Linked DNA regions of Mus musculus: region 2 is linked to region 1. A link is a contact called in public promoter capture Hi-C data. All regions are on one chromosome and are shown on one strand. Each heading gives the region's core, a stretch centred on a gene start, on an enhancer-like site or on the middle of the called end of the contact. The rest is flanking DNA. Distances are from core to core; before and after follow the strand shown. Region 1 has its middle 83 kb from the start of Gm31894. Region 2 holds the start of 1700012A03Rik (RIKEN cDNA 1700012A03 gene).

Evidence for each region. Promoter capture Hi-C pulls out the DNA fragments that hold promoters and counts their contacts.
Region 2: a contact with region 1 is called in a promoter capture Hi-C map of hippocampal neurons, with 2.2 times the contacts expected there. The contact joins the promoter of 1700012A03Rik here to the enhancer-like site in region 1. A contact is called at or near these places in 1 of 39 promoter capture datasets (hippocampal neurons), 5 of 484 Hi-C or Micro-C datasets (the HL-1 cell line, the N1E-115 cell line, embryonic stem cells and 2 more) and 1 of 9 other capture datasets (pancreatic islet).

Annotation. Positions count from the first base shown.
Region 1 is chr6:31,932,306-31,938,652 of GRCm38.p6, forward strand. No RefSeq gene overlaps it. Among named protein-coding and RNA genes, the nearest start is that of Gm31894, 83 kb to the right of the region's middle. Within about 2 kb of position 1,251, at least 10 of the 459 cell types and tissues checked have an H3K27ac peak or open chromatin away from gene starts, as enhancers often do. A contact at or near this core is called in embryonic stem cells, hippocampal neurons and nephron progenitors, where this site is marked.
Region 2 is chr6:32,046,607-32,052,760 of GRCm38.p6, forward strand. 1700012A03Rik (RIKEN cDNA 1700012A03 gene) reads left to right here and starts at 3,682. Exons shown (of 3, transcript NM_029587.3): 1 at 3,682-3,765; 2 at 4,727-5,124. The coding sequence starts at 5,029.

The sequences.
Region 1 (6,347 bases), core at 1-2,500:
CCCCCAGAGGTGATATTTAGATACATACTAGGTGATTACTTTACCAGCTGAGCTGAATGCCAGCTTTTGGATTAATTTCCTAGGAATGCAAATGGGGCCACTTAAACCATTAGAAATGCATTGCCCCACATTTCTGAAGACTGGAAGGTCAAGACCAAAGTGTCCATAGGGCTATTGTACCTCCAAAGACCTACAAGAGAGATTGCCGCCTCTTCCACCCTCTGTATTCTTGCTTTCCTTTACTTGTTGTCGTGTTTTCCCATCTCTGCCTCCATCATTGTGTGTGTTCTTGCATCTTTGCACCATTTTATGGTGGCTCTGCCTTTCCTAAGGGCATCAGTCGTACTGGGCATCCTACTTCATCCTAAAGACAGTTTTATCTAAATCAATTCTGTCTACAGAGACCCTATTACTAAATGAGAACACTTCTATAGTATGCAGGTGGACTCCAAGATATTTTTTATAGGGGAAGATATAATTCACCCACACCAAATACCTAGAAATACGTTGATTGTCTTCCAAACTCAGGCTGGAGCTTGGTGTGTCTGATGATTTTCCCTGTGTTGAGCATGTGGGTTATACAATGACCCAAAGTCAACGGAATATCAGTATCTGTAGTATTTGCTAGCCATTCACATAGGGTTACTGCTTCCCACATTCTTATTCCCAAAGACAATTATCTGAGCAGAAGGATATGCCTTGGCGATGTGCTTGAGTACTTTGGGGCAATTGTGACTTCCAGAATAAAATGTTAAGTGTGGTGATGCTTGACTGACCTCATAATTATATACATGCTATGGAGAACTGAGCTCTAACTAGGAGCAGATTCAGTGGGCTGGTTCTCTTTTGCACTGGCTATTTGTATTTGTTGACAATTTGTGTGTGTTTGTGTGTGTGTGTGTGTGTGTGTGTGTTGTTCACTACTATATTTACTGGTTGATGGCGTGTGAGGTAGGAGGAGACTCAGAGAAGAGACTTCGTGTTTAGCTAGAAAACAATCTCTGAAACAATGGAATGTCAAAGATGACATGGAGTCTGGTGAAGACACTGCGTGTCACAGAAGACACATTCCACAATGGCTGTGCAGAATGAAGCTGATTCCGCCCCCGGCTGTGCTCCCTGACCCCAGCTGTGACACAAACTGACCTCCTATCTGTCTGGGCCTTTCTCTGGGAAGCTTCCTCTCATTTCCTGGGAGATGCTCTGGGTCAAGGGCACTTTCCAGAGTGGAACTTTCCACTGCCTCATAAACTTCTCGTTGCTAAGCGATGATGGTGCTCACCAGAGGGGCTGCTCCTGCGCAGGGCAGCCTGTTCACTACCCCATCTGCAATTTAAATTCCCTGACAGGCAGAGACAGCCAAGCTGTTCACTTGAGATTGCAAAGAGTTAGATTGAAATACAAGGAATATCCAATGCCTGGAGCCCCTCATAAATTTTGCTTTGATAGTGACTGGGAGAGAGATGGGGAGAGAAGGAGCCAGGAGGCGATTGTAGGGGCAGCCCTATCGCAGTTGAATTTACTGTTGATCTCTCTGCTTCATTCCCCCGCAGCCCCGAGTGTGCACCCACTCTCTAGCCTCTGCCTATTTCTGGTCAGTGGGCTTCTGGGCCCTTCTGCTGTTCCTATGACCGCACAGGTACCATAGCCGCCATTGCCCCCACGCCATTGCTTTCTCTCGGAGTAGCCTGAACTCCCCTAAGGGCCCAGCAGCGTGTGCCCTTAGCAATGCTAGGGCTTTAGGTGTTTTGGTAACAGCTGAGAACTTTGCTTGTGACTTTAGCTGGATTGTATGAGGTAACCAAGTATTCCTGAATTCCGCAGGCGCCCCAGGGGAAGCCACGCCCTTCAGCGGGCAGAGGCTGATGGTGGTTACATGTCAGGGAGTGTGGCAGCAGCAACTCTGCAGCTGAGGTCCACAGAGGAGCATAAAGGAGGGGATGAGGAGGAGCTTGTAGGCCCCGCCTCTCTGGAGATTTGATTCTGTGATTAAATTCATTCTTTCAGTATCCCCTCTAATCACCTCTGGGCTCTGGGGTTCTTAAATGTAAACAAACAATCCTATTTATTTATTTATTTACTCCCAAGTATCAAAAAGCTATCCTCAAGTCATTCGGTTTTCCAGGTCCTTTCAACAGGAAGGGCTGGGACAGCTAGACTGAGGAATGAAATGTGCAGTTCAAAGTAGATGGTAGTGATCAATTGTCTGCTTTGGTTCATGAGGTGGGGCTAGCTGCCTGAGGGTTCCCCTCCTCTCCCCATGCTAAGTGGGAACGAGACCATGGGACTCAGAACCATGGGTAGACAATTCCTCTCCTCCAGGAGCTGTCAATCTTCAAAGTACATAGGTTATACTCAATGGGCTGAAAAGTCAGGACAATCCAAATAAGGGCCCTCTGTGTCGAGAGGAGTCAAGCTTAGAATGAAATTTCCAGAGAGGGGGGGACTGCAAGCTCCTTGGCGGGGACTGCAAGCTCCTTCTCCAAGGCGGGGACTGCAAGCTCCTCCTCCAAGATCATCACAGAGAGGCGGAGCCTGCAAGCTCTTCCTCCTATATCATCAAATTCATATCTATAAGAATAACCATAATCATCATCATCATAATTATAATAATAAAAATAAAAGGAAATTAGCAAGTGTTGGTCCCGACGTGAGGAAACTGGAGCCCCACATGGCTGGTGACAGTGTAAATGGTGTGACGTCATTGGGAAACACTTTGGCAGCTCCTCAGAAACACACGCGGAGATAGCACCTGCCCAGTGCTTCCATTCCTAAGTTTACAGTCAGAAAACCTGAAAGCAGAGACTCGAACGGAATTTCTCCTACACCTGTGTCTACGGCAGCATTCATTATTCACCATAGCTAGAAGCCTGGAATCATCTAGGCGCTCACTGGTGCATGAATGGAGAAGTGTGGTTTACAGTGGGATCTTAATTGGCTATGTGACTATCAGTGAAAATTTGGTACGGCAAAGTGATATGTGGTACAACATGGATGGATCTTGGAAGCATTGCACTAGGTGAAATGAGTCAGGCATGAGATGGTGAATTGACTCGGAGTTTACCCAGGTGAGGGTCCTAGGGAAGTCAAACCCACAGAGGGAGGATGCAGAGTTTGGATGATGGGGGAGCGCAGAAGAGGGAATGGGGACTGACAGTTTGCAGTGTTTAGCTGTGTTATAGATGACGGAAATCTTTGGGTATAGATAGTGATGGCGCTTGTGTACCACCAGAGTTGTACTTAGTGCTGCCATATTGCACAAGAGTGGCTTGGCTAAGGTAATTACCATTACACTGTATATAAATTGCCATAATTATATAAGAATGAGGGACTGGTGAAGTGGCTCAGCAGGTGATGCTGCCAAGCCTGACTGCCCGAGTTTGAATACCAGACCCATATGGGTCAAAAGAGAGAAATGATTTTTCTAAGTTGTTCTCTGGCCTCCACACAAGCACCAGGGTACAGTTGTGCATGGACTTGTGCATGCACAAAAGTGTGTGTATGTGTGTGTGCACACACACAAATAAGTAAATTCGATGAGTATGGGTTGGGAAGAATCCTGGTGATGTGATAGGACACGGGAGGGACAGAAGTGAAGTGGCCACCAGCACACCTAGGCTGAAAGGCACAGCCTGGCTAGAGGAGACTGTGTGTAAACGGGGGAGGGGAGGTATCACACACCACCACACAGCCATAAGGGTGTCAGCTGGCAGTGTATAGAGAAGATCAGAGGCACTCATCCCTACATGGGGTGTCTCCATCAAGTCCCCCCCCCCAGGGAACCCCGAGGAAGAGGAAGCAGAGAGGGGGTAAGAGCCAGAGGGGACAGAGGAGGCCAAGAAAACAAGCCCCTTTAAATCAACATGATCAAAGCTCATATGAACTCCCAGGGTGTGGATGGGGACCCACGGACAGGAACAACCAGACCACATAACGACTTGGCGGGGTGGGGTGGTGGTGGTGGTGGTGGTGTGTGGGGCGGGGAGGTTTAACGCCACATAAGGCAGAAGTAGCCTTGAGTGCGTGGTAACATGATCTTGACATATTGATCCCTCCTACCGTATTTTCATCTCCTCTCACCTTCTAAATTCCATCCAGAACACTAAAAGTCCCCCAGCCCTCCCTGCACCCACATTGGACCTTGGGGGAGCGACTGGTTTTGCATCTTCTTCTGTGTGTGATAGCAGGGGTAGAAACCTGCAGCTGCTCTCCTGAACACCTTGAAGTCATCGACCTGATCTGAGGGGCAGAGGGGGCTGGATAGGGGGCAGATGGTGGCTTCAGGACAGGGTTCAGGAGCGTGGGGGTGGAGTTATGCCGAAGTCTTCGCTCCTGGGTCCACACCTTGCCTCTGCCCTCTCCCCTTATTTTCTCTCTCTAGCCCACCCTGTCTTACCACCCTCCTCTCCCCGTAGCGCTCCCACACACCAGAAGCCCTGGGCCACAGCTTCTGAGGTAGGTGGCCGGCCAAATTCAAAGCCCTGAGCCTGGTTGTCTCAGCTGAGGCAGAGGAAGTCTCTACCATTTGATCTTTATGTTGCTGCTCAGGCGTCTCAGCGGTTACAAATAGCCCAGCCCTCTGCGTGCTGACGGCAGCAATGGGACATTACAGTAATGTACCCATTCAAACAGAGTGGATGCCAAGATTGCTACAGCAGCTTTTAGCCACGGAACATTTAGCCTTCAGTAATAGCATTCTGGGTCCCTCTGGAAGCTTCCTCGCAGATGCACCTGGGATATCCCCGCCCCACCACAGCTCTGGGACCGAAGAAGGGACAAAGAAGAGTTCTCATTTCTGTTGAGGAAACACATTCAAATAAGGGAGCCTCATGCAGAAAATAGGAAAGGGATCGCTGACGAATGCCATGATCATATGATAATGTACGCGCATCCTCCACACCGATCACGGGCGAGGTCTCCTTAACGGCTGTGTTGTCACTGAGACCAGGAGACAGAGCAGCTGTCGGGAGACACACATGGTAGCGCTCTGCCTTACAGCACTACACCCCCAAGCCCATGACCTTGACCTTTTAGACAAGGAAAGTCATTTCAGGGCTGGCCTCGGGAAATGCTAGACTCAGAGGAAGCTGGCCTGTCCTTGGCCTCCCAGGCTCCAATCTCAAGGCTCCTATGCTGTTCTGGGATCTCTACTCTGTGCCCTCCTGTCTTCCTGAGCACCAGTCCTCAGGAGCCCGCAGAATTTACACAGCAGGCCTTGCCTACTAATAGGAGCTCAGTAAATCGCCAAGGCTGCAATAGAATTACCAGAGGCCTTGCTCTGTGGTCACCCATGTGGAGAAATGGAGCAAGACAGTGTCCTATCTCTGTAACCCCTTTACCTCACTACTGCTCACAAAACAGGGAAGAAAACTGATAAGGGTCGGGGGCCTGAATCGGATCTCTCCACCCTGGCTTGCCAAAACTGCACCATCTGTTACCTAAGGGAATTCCCTAGGACTCAGAAGACCCATTCTACAGATGAGGAGAGCGAGGCACAGAAAGGTCCAACACGAGTAGGAAGTGACAGCCATGGAGCTGTATCCCAGCGTTCTAGTCCTTCATCCTATCTACTGTAGCTTTGATCTGTGCTCAAAGTTGCCAAGGTGAATATTTATAAACTCTCAGAACTCAAGAGGTTGTGGAGTAAGTAGGCTCCCCCTACCCCCAAATCACTACACAGCTTGCTTTGAAATCAAACTAGAAAATACCTGGGGAGCACAAAGCGGGTAAATGGGGAATGGGCAGGACCTTGAACTTTGCTCGAAGGTCCACATAGAAGAACTCAGGCAGCTTTTCTCCTCCCAGATTCCACTTTGGGTCTCACTTTTATTGGTCTTTTCTTTAGTTATGTGTTGTTGTTGTTGTTGTTGTTGTTGTTGTTGTTGTTGTTGTTGTTGTTGTTGTTGTTGTTGTTGGTGGTGGTGGTGGTGGTGGTGGTGGTGGTGGTGGTGGTGGTGGCTGCAACCCTCTTGATTTGGTGAGACTTAGCTGCTGCGTTCATGCGGTTTAGTCCGAATCCGTAATTCATCATGCGAACAGCAGAGGGCGCTCGTGTCCTTGGAGAACGAATTGGGTTTCCCACCGCCCCGTTCTCATTCATCCGCGAGGTCTTTACTTCTTTGCTACTGGTGCAGGCTAGGGTGGAGCAATGCTTAAGAGAGAGGGCTTCCGAGCCTGCCAGCTGCAGATCCTGGCACATCTGTGTGTGTGCCTTCCTCATCTGTTCTGCCTTTAAGGAAGCAGAGTGGCTTGGGGAAGAAAACGGAGAAGAGGGGGCGGGGCTTCAGAGCGTACTGACCACATCGGTGAGTCGCTCAGGATTAGCATTTCATCTGAGCACAGGTCAG
Region 2 (6,154 bases), core at 2,432-4,931, 120 kb after region 1:
TGGGAGTGATGACAAGGACCTAATGGACAGTTGTAAACCCACTGTCAGACAATGATCAAGAACATCCTTGAGTGGCAAGGATAGGTGGGTAGCTATGGAACGCTCCACAGAAACACACACACATTCTCTCTCTTTTTCTCTTTTTCTCTGTGTATATTGGTGTGTGTGTGTGTGTGTGTGTGTGTGTGTGTGTGTGTGTGTTTAGTGGCTGTTCTGCTCCTTCCGATGAAGTAAGGGGTTCAGGAAAAGCAGAAACTCATAGGCACATCACACACTTACTGATTTGGCCCTTGAGTTTAGGAGAGTTTCGCTTTCTTAAAGTGTCAGCAGATACTTTAAGTGTGAAACTCTGAGATACAGGGCACAAGATAGGGGACCTGGCTTCTTTAATGCTGTGGACACTGCCACACTAGTCTGTTTTCTGTGCAAAAGATTCAGGCACACTATCTTTCCAACCCATCTTGATACCCCAAAATTATATGATATTCTCACTTCCTTCATAAGCCTCATAGCATTTAAAGCCTGAAGTGGCTGTATGCGTTCTCCTGCACAGTTGTGCTACAGTCTAGTGAGTAACCCCTCCCCCTCACTGTTAGCCCCTGAGACTGGGGAGACCATTTTCCCAAGAAAACCAATGACAGCAGCGATTCTGACTAACTAATAGCAGTGTAAAGGTAAGCCTTTCGTAAGTCTAAATGAACAGCAGCTTTCACAATGCAAGCATACCAAAATGAAGAGGGAACTCAAATGTTGGGTCCCAACAAGCACTGTGGAAGATGGGAGTAGGGTGGGGATCCAAAGGATGGAAATTTTGTTTCATTTCAAATTATGTAAAGTCTAAGGTGATGACTTTAGAGCTAACCACCAAGAACAGAGAGATTGAATGTATTCCTCTGGAAACAGCAGATATACCAAATAAGATAAAGCTGACTTAGTCTGAGAGAAGCATGCTATGAGAAAATATGGAGAAAGAACCATTGGAGTGACTGTCAGGTCTGTGAGGGATCTGGGATTAACCAGAGGGTACTATGTTAGCTTCTTACTAGCTTCCAGGAAGCATGAAACTCCTGAGTTTTATATGGGATGGAGATAAAGGGTTCTGAAACTCATACACAGCAATCAGCATGAGCACCATACAAGAGCCTGGGTTCCCTTTGTGCCCTATGCCCCATGGGAATGCCTATACTGATGTGGTAAGTGTGCTGGGCTTGTGTTGCGGCTGAGGAAAGCTGAGACTGGGGAATCTACTTTTTTGTTTTTTAATAGCAAGAGGCAAGCTTGCCAGTGGGTCCCAGAGGGAGCCATGGCCTAATTCTGTAAGATTTTTTGGTACAAATGCAACCCTGAGAAAAGACCCAGGCCATGGGCAGTCAGATCCTTGTCTTCTGGGCATGCTCAGAAAAATCTGCAGAAGCTTGAGAGATCTGCTGAGGAGTTTCTATCCAAATAGTTGTAACTACACAATACGGTCCCATAAACAGATCCAAACGCATTAGGGTTAGCAGTGACAGACATTCATTAAACTTGCATTTTAAAAGAGAGTTTGAATCTAAAAGGTATGCCATTTATAAGAACCATATAAACTGTAGTTTCTCTTTGGACCTTAAGTGTTAGCCCATGCTGTATCTTGACTGGCTAAATGTGTGTGTGTGTGTGTGTGTGTGTGTGTGTGTGTGTGTGTGTGTGTGTATGTGTATGTGTGTGTGTGTGTAGAGGGGTATATGTGGACTGTATGCACATAGTGGCTGTGACGTGGCAGTAAGAACATGCAGATTATTTCTGTTCTCTTCCTTTCTCTGTGCTTTGTCAAGTCCGTTCACACCTTTGCAAGATAGATGCCGAGAATTTGCGGTAAGAAGAAATGAAGGAAGCATGCTATGTAAACACTCGCCCAAATAGAACCAACGCCACAAAATAAATATTGTAAAATGTATTTTAGGCAGAATTCCCCCGAAGCCCGAGCTCCCCACTAACTCAGGATGAAGCACGTCATTATTGTATAAGTGAAGAAAGAGAGGGATATGAGGAGACATGTGCCGACATGGAACAGTGAAGATGAATGCCCAGTGAGGTTCAGGAGAATGGGATACGTGTCCAGAAGTGGGAGGTGGTCAGGATGAGGTGACCCTGGCTAGGGAGTACTCTGCTTTGGGCAAACAGTACACATGTGGCTCATGGCATGTGGCTGGTTTATTGTAGCTTGCTTGAGAAGCAGAAGTGTGTGTTTGAGAACTTTATTAGCAAAGGCAGGGAAGAGGGGAAGCCACATAGAGGCAGACGCTGCCTTCCTGGAGTAGGTAGGTGGCTGATCATCGTGGCTATGCAGATAAAGCCAGAAACACCTGCCTAGAAGGGCCCACTTGAAAGCTTAACTCTACTGAGTCTCATGAAAAGAAATGGTCCTGTGTGAGCTGGGTGTTAAGTTACAGGTGGTATGAACAGGCATATTGCTCTTCTGGAAAACTGAGGCTGACTGGCAATAATTGCAAAAGGATGTTTATGTACTGAGAATGAAGAGTCTCATATTGGGTCAGCTGAGGCCAGAGTCCAAATTTAACTCTTTCTAGACACCCCAGAGTGGGAGGTGGTCTGGAGTTAGTTTGTTGGCTATGGCTATGGTTGATGTTGGCTGACTAATTGTGCACATGTGTGTGAGTGTGTATGTGTGTGTGTGTGTTTTGATGGTGTTGTTCTAATGGGAGGGGTTGCTAGGGATGCTAGTTTCGCTCCTTCCCCCACCCCCCTTCTTCATCTTCTGTCAACCCATTCACACCTTTGCAAGACAGATGGGGAAAGACTGCTTCTGTGGAGTATGGGATTTAACACCTGGCTCCCTGGACTTGGGGCCAGGGAGGGGTCTGGTGTATATGTGTCAGGAGCTGTTGGAGAGGCTCCAGAGCATCTGCCTAGGGACACAGTGGACAAAAATCTGGAGATGTCTCTACTGGAGGCTGAGGAGATGAGGAGAGCATCATACTGTCTTGAGGGCTAAAAAAACCACTCACTCACCCAGGCCACGTGCTAACAAACTGTTGGCAGAGGACTAGAGAAAGATATTTTCAAAAGCAGCAGCAACAAAAGTTGCAAAGGACTCCATCAGGACTGCAGACCCCTCTCTGCATCTCATTAGCGCCTGGAGGTAGGAGAAGAGATTCTGGCTGGAGCTGCCTGGAACTGCCTGTACCCAAGGGGTCTGAAAACCAATGCAAAAACCCAGAGTTGGGCTGGGGACAAGCAGGGGCTGCTCAGAGCTTGAAAAAGGCCTCTCGGATGCTGTTTGTTGGTCTGTTCCCTGTGTGCAAGTTTCCATCAGACTCCCTTGCACTTAGAATGCTAGCACTCTGGAAGTTGAGGAGGTAAGATTGCTATCTATACATTATGGCCATACAGGGAGTTCCAGAAAAGACAAAGAGAACTACAGAGGGAGGCCCATCTCAAGTCAGCAAAACCAACAAACAGCAATAAAAACGTATTAGATAACTAAATCCTTTTGTGTGGGGCATTTTTGTTGTTTGTTTCTATTTCTTCAAACGGTCACAACTTTCTCATACATTTGAAATGCAAGCCTTAGCAACAATCTCCATGAAGATGAATTGCCCTGTCTTCAGTCAACTCTTGATGTCATAGCACAGATGTGTCAGTTGGCTGATGGTGACTCTAAGCACATAGAGATTTCTCCCCACCCTGAGCCTGCCACTCACCGCTGAAGTACAGACCCTCCTTTACAGCTAGAGGATGGGCTCCTCTTTCCTCTCTGGAAACCAGGCAAGAAAATTGACAACAAATTCCCTCAGTTTACCCTGTAGAGTTCTTAACCCTCCTTGCTTGGGGTGTCATGCCCCGACCTTTTAAGGAAACTCATCTTGACCTGGAAGTTGGGATGAGATACGTCAGACTATAAGCATCTCTGTCTGTTGACACAAAAGAGTAGAAGCAGGACCAACAGACACAAACCAATAGAAGCAGGGATCACATCTGACCTCAGGATGAGGGTTTCTGCTACTCTAAATCCTTGGGCACAGGATGCTGATCTCTTTAAATCAAATGGATACATATGCTATGTTCTTACTCTATAAAATGGGAATGGGAAGTGAAGAATGACGGTCACAAAGAGTCTGTGATGGTCCACTGGTTGGAGCTAGGAAAGATTTCTTGCTAAGAACCTCATTCCCGCAGCCAAGGCAACCAGAGAAGCTGACAAACGTGGCTAGATTCCAGGACACTGTGTGCCTTGGATGCAGGGTGAGCTGGGGACCAGCCATCTCACTATAGAAAACAGTTGAGTTTGCAATAAGCTTTGGACATCAGGTCCCCAGAAATGGCAATGAGCTTTTGTGCAGTTATTATGCTACAAGGAACTCTTGCCATTGGTTACCTCAAGTGGGGAGCTATGGTAGGTGGGGTTAAGAAGAGACTTGGGCAAATATTTGGCCAAAGTCCAGGTCAGCTGCAGAGAGACACTGTGAACTCACAACACCTGTGCAGTATGCCCAGCGGTAGGGAGATGGTTTTGTTTTTGCACTAGGTTGCACAGGGCATTGTTTGTAGCATTAGTATTGTAGAACATTGCCTGTGTAGGGCTGGAGTAAGAAAACAAAGCACAGAAAACAAAAACAAAAAGCCTGACTGCCTGGTGTTGTAGCTTGCCCAGTTAGACGAGGACAAAGGAATAATAGCTCATCACCCTCACTCCTACTGTCTGTATCACTTCTGTCCAACTGTATAGGTGGGGACCGACTCACCTGGAGAGATGTTGAAGTAGAACTATGAAAACCAAACCCAAAGCAACTTCCAGGAGACTCCAAAGTAAGCCAAGCATGAGTGATGTGAGTGGTCGGTCAGGTTTACTTATGGCTGTGGAGCCAGGAAGCTTAATTTGAGGTTAGTGAACGAACAGCCAAGTCACCATATTTGAGTGGTCCCAAGAGTAACCTGAGAAGAGAAGCCCACCCTTCATCTTGCTTCACCTCCTGGCTCCTTTGTCACCTGACACTTCGCTTCCTCATTGCTGAACTCTCTGGAAGGACCATGGATACTGACATGAGACGAGCATACACTGTTATTCATTCACGTGTCCATGCCTCCTGGCAAGGGTGCGTTGACCTTCAGGAGCTTTCCACTGAGGTACTTCCTGTTTCCTTTCCTTACTTTATCCTCAACTTCCCTTGTCCCCTCCAGCCTGGGCCCTCACATCAAAACGAGTAACGTAAAATGCATTGAGATATCTTTCTCTTTGACTTCCTCTGGGCAAGAGGCTCTAGAAAATCATGAGAAACAATCTCCCAGACTTTGAAGACAAGGCTTTGGGTCCTGGCTCTGAATGGCCACACAAGTGTCTCTAAGTTTCTGTTTCCTTGTTCATAAAGTAGAGGGGTAAGCCAACAGACGTCTCAGGGTTATTGTGGGATAACTGTAGTAGCATGAAGCATGAGTTAGTATAATCTGTGACACATAGCACGTGCCATGAGAAAGCGGAGTGAGATGCTAAGCAGACTTGAATCCCCTCCAGTGTGGCACAGTTAGCCTCAGCAGCAAGGAAATGGAAGCAGAATAAACCATCCTTGGTGCCATGGAAAGAACACCAGCCCCCCATCCATGTCCCTCTCCTCTGCCCGCCATGAGCAAATGGCTAGTAACCCACAGTGGCAGCTTCAGGACAGATGCCTTTGTGTGGAGGAGCCAGATTTGGTGGCCAGGGACTTGGTCCCATGGGGCAGCACAATTGAATTTTTCCTTTCCATCTGACAGTTCAGGACTGGATGTTTCTTTCCAAATGAAGGCAGTTCTGGAAGGTCGTTGGGAACAGCGGATTGTGATTATGCTGGCACATTTTTAATTCTGTCTCATTACAGCTGCTGTTAAGGCTGCATTATAATAATTGCTTTAGTTCTGCTTTGGTATTTTCAGGCTCCTTTAATGTAGCTGTAATCTATGTGTATATTAAAGTAAGCAGAGCCAAAGAGCAGGAGCAGCCTTGTTAGACCAGAGAAATGAATGTTTAGGAGGTGGGATGGGGAGCAGGCAGGCTGGAGAACCTCAGGACAACAGTGGGAGTGGAGGGTCTGGCCCCAAGCCTGACGCACATTCATGCTGTGACTTTGAGCCGGTCCAAGCTGCCCGTGTCAGTTCTCCCATCCATTAGATAAATTTCAAA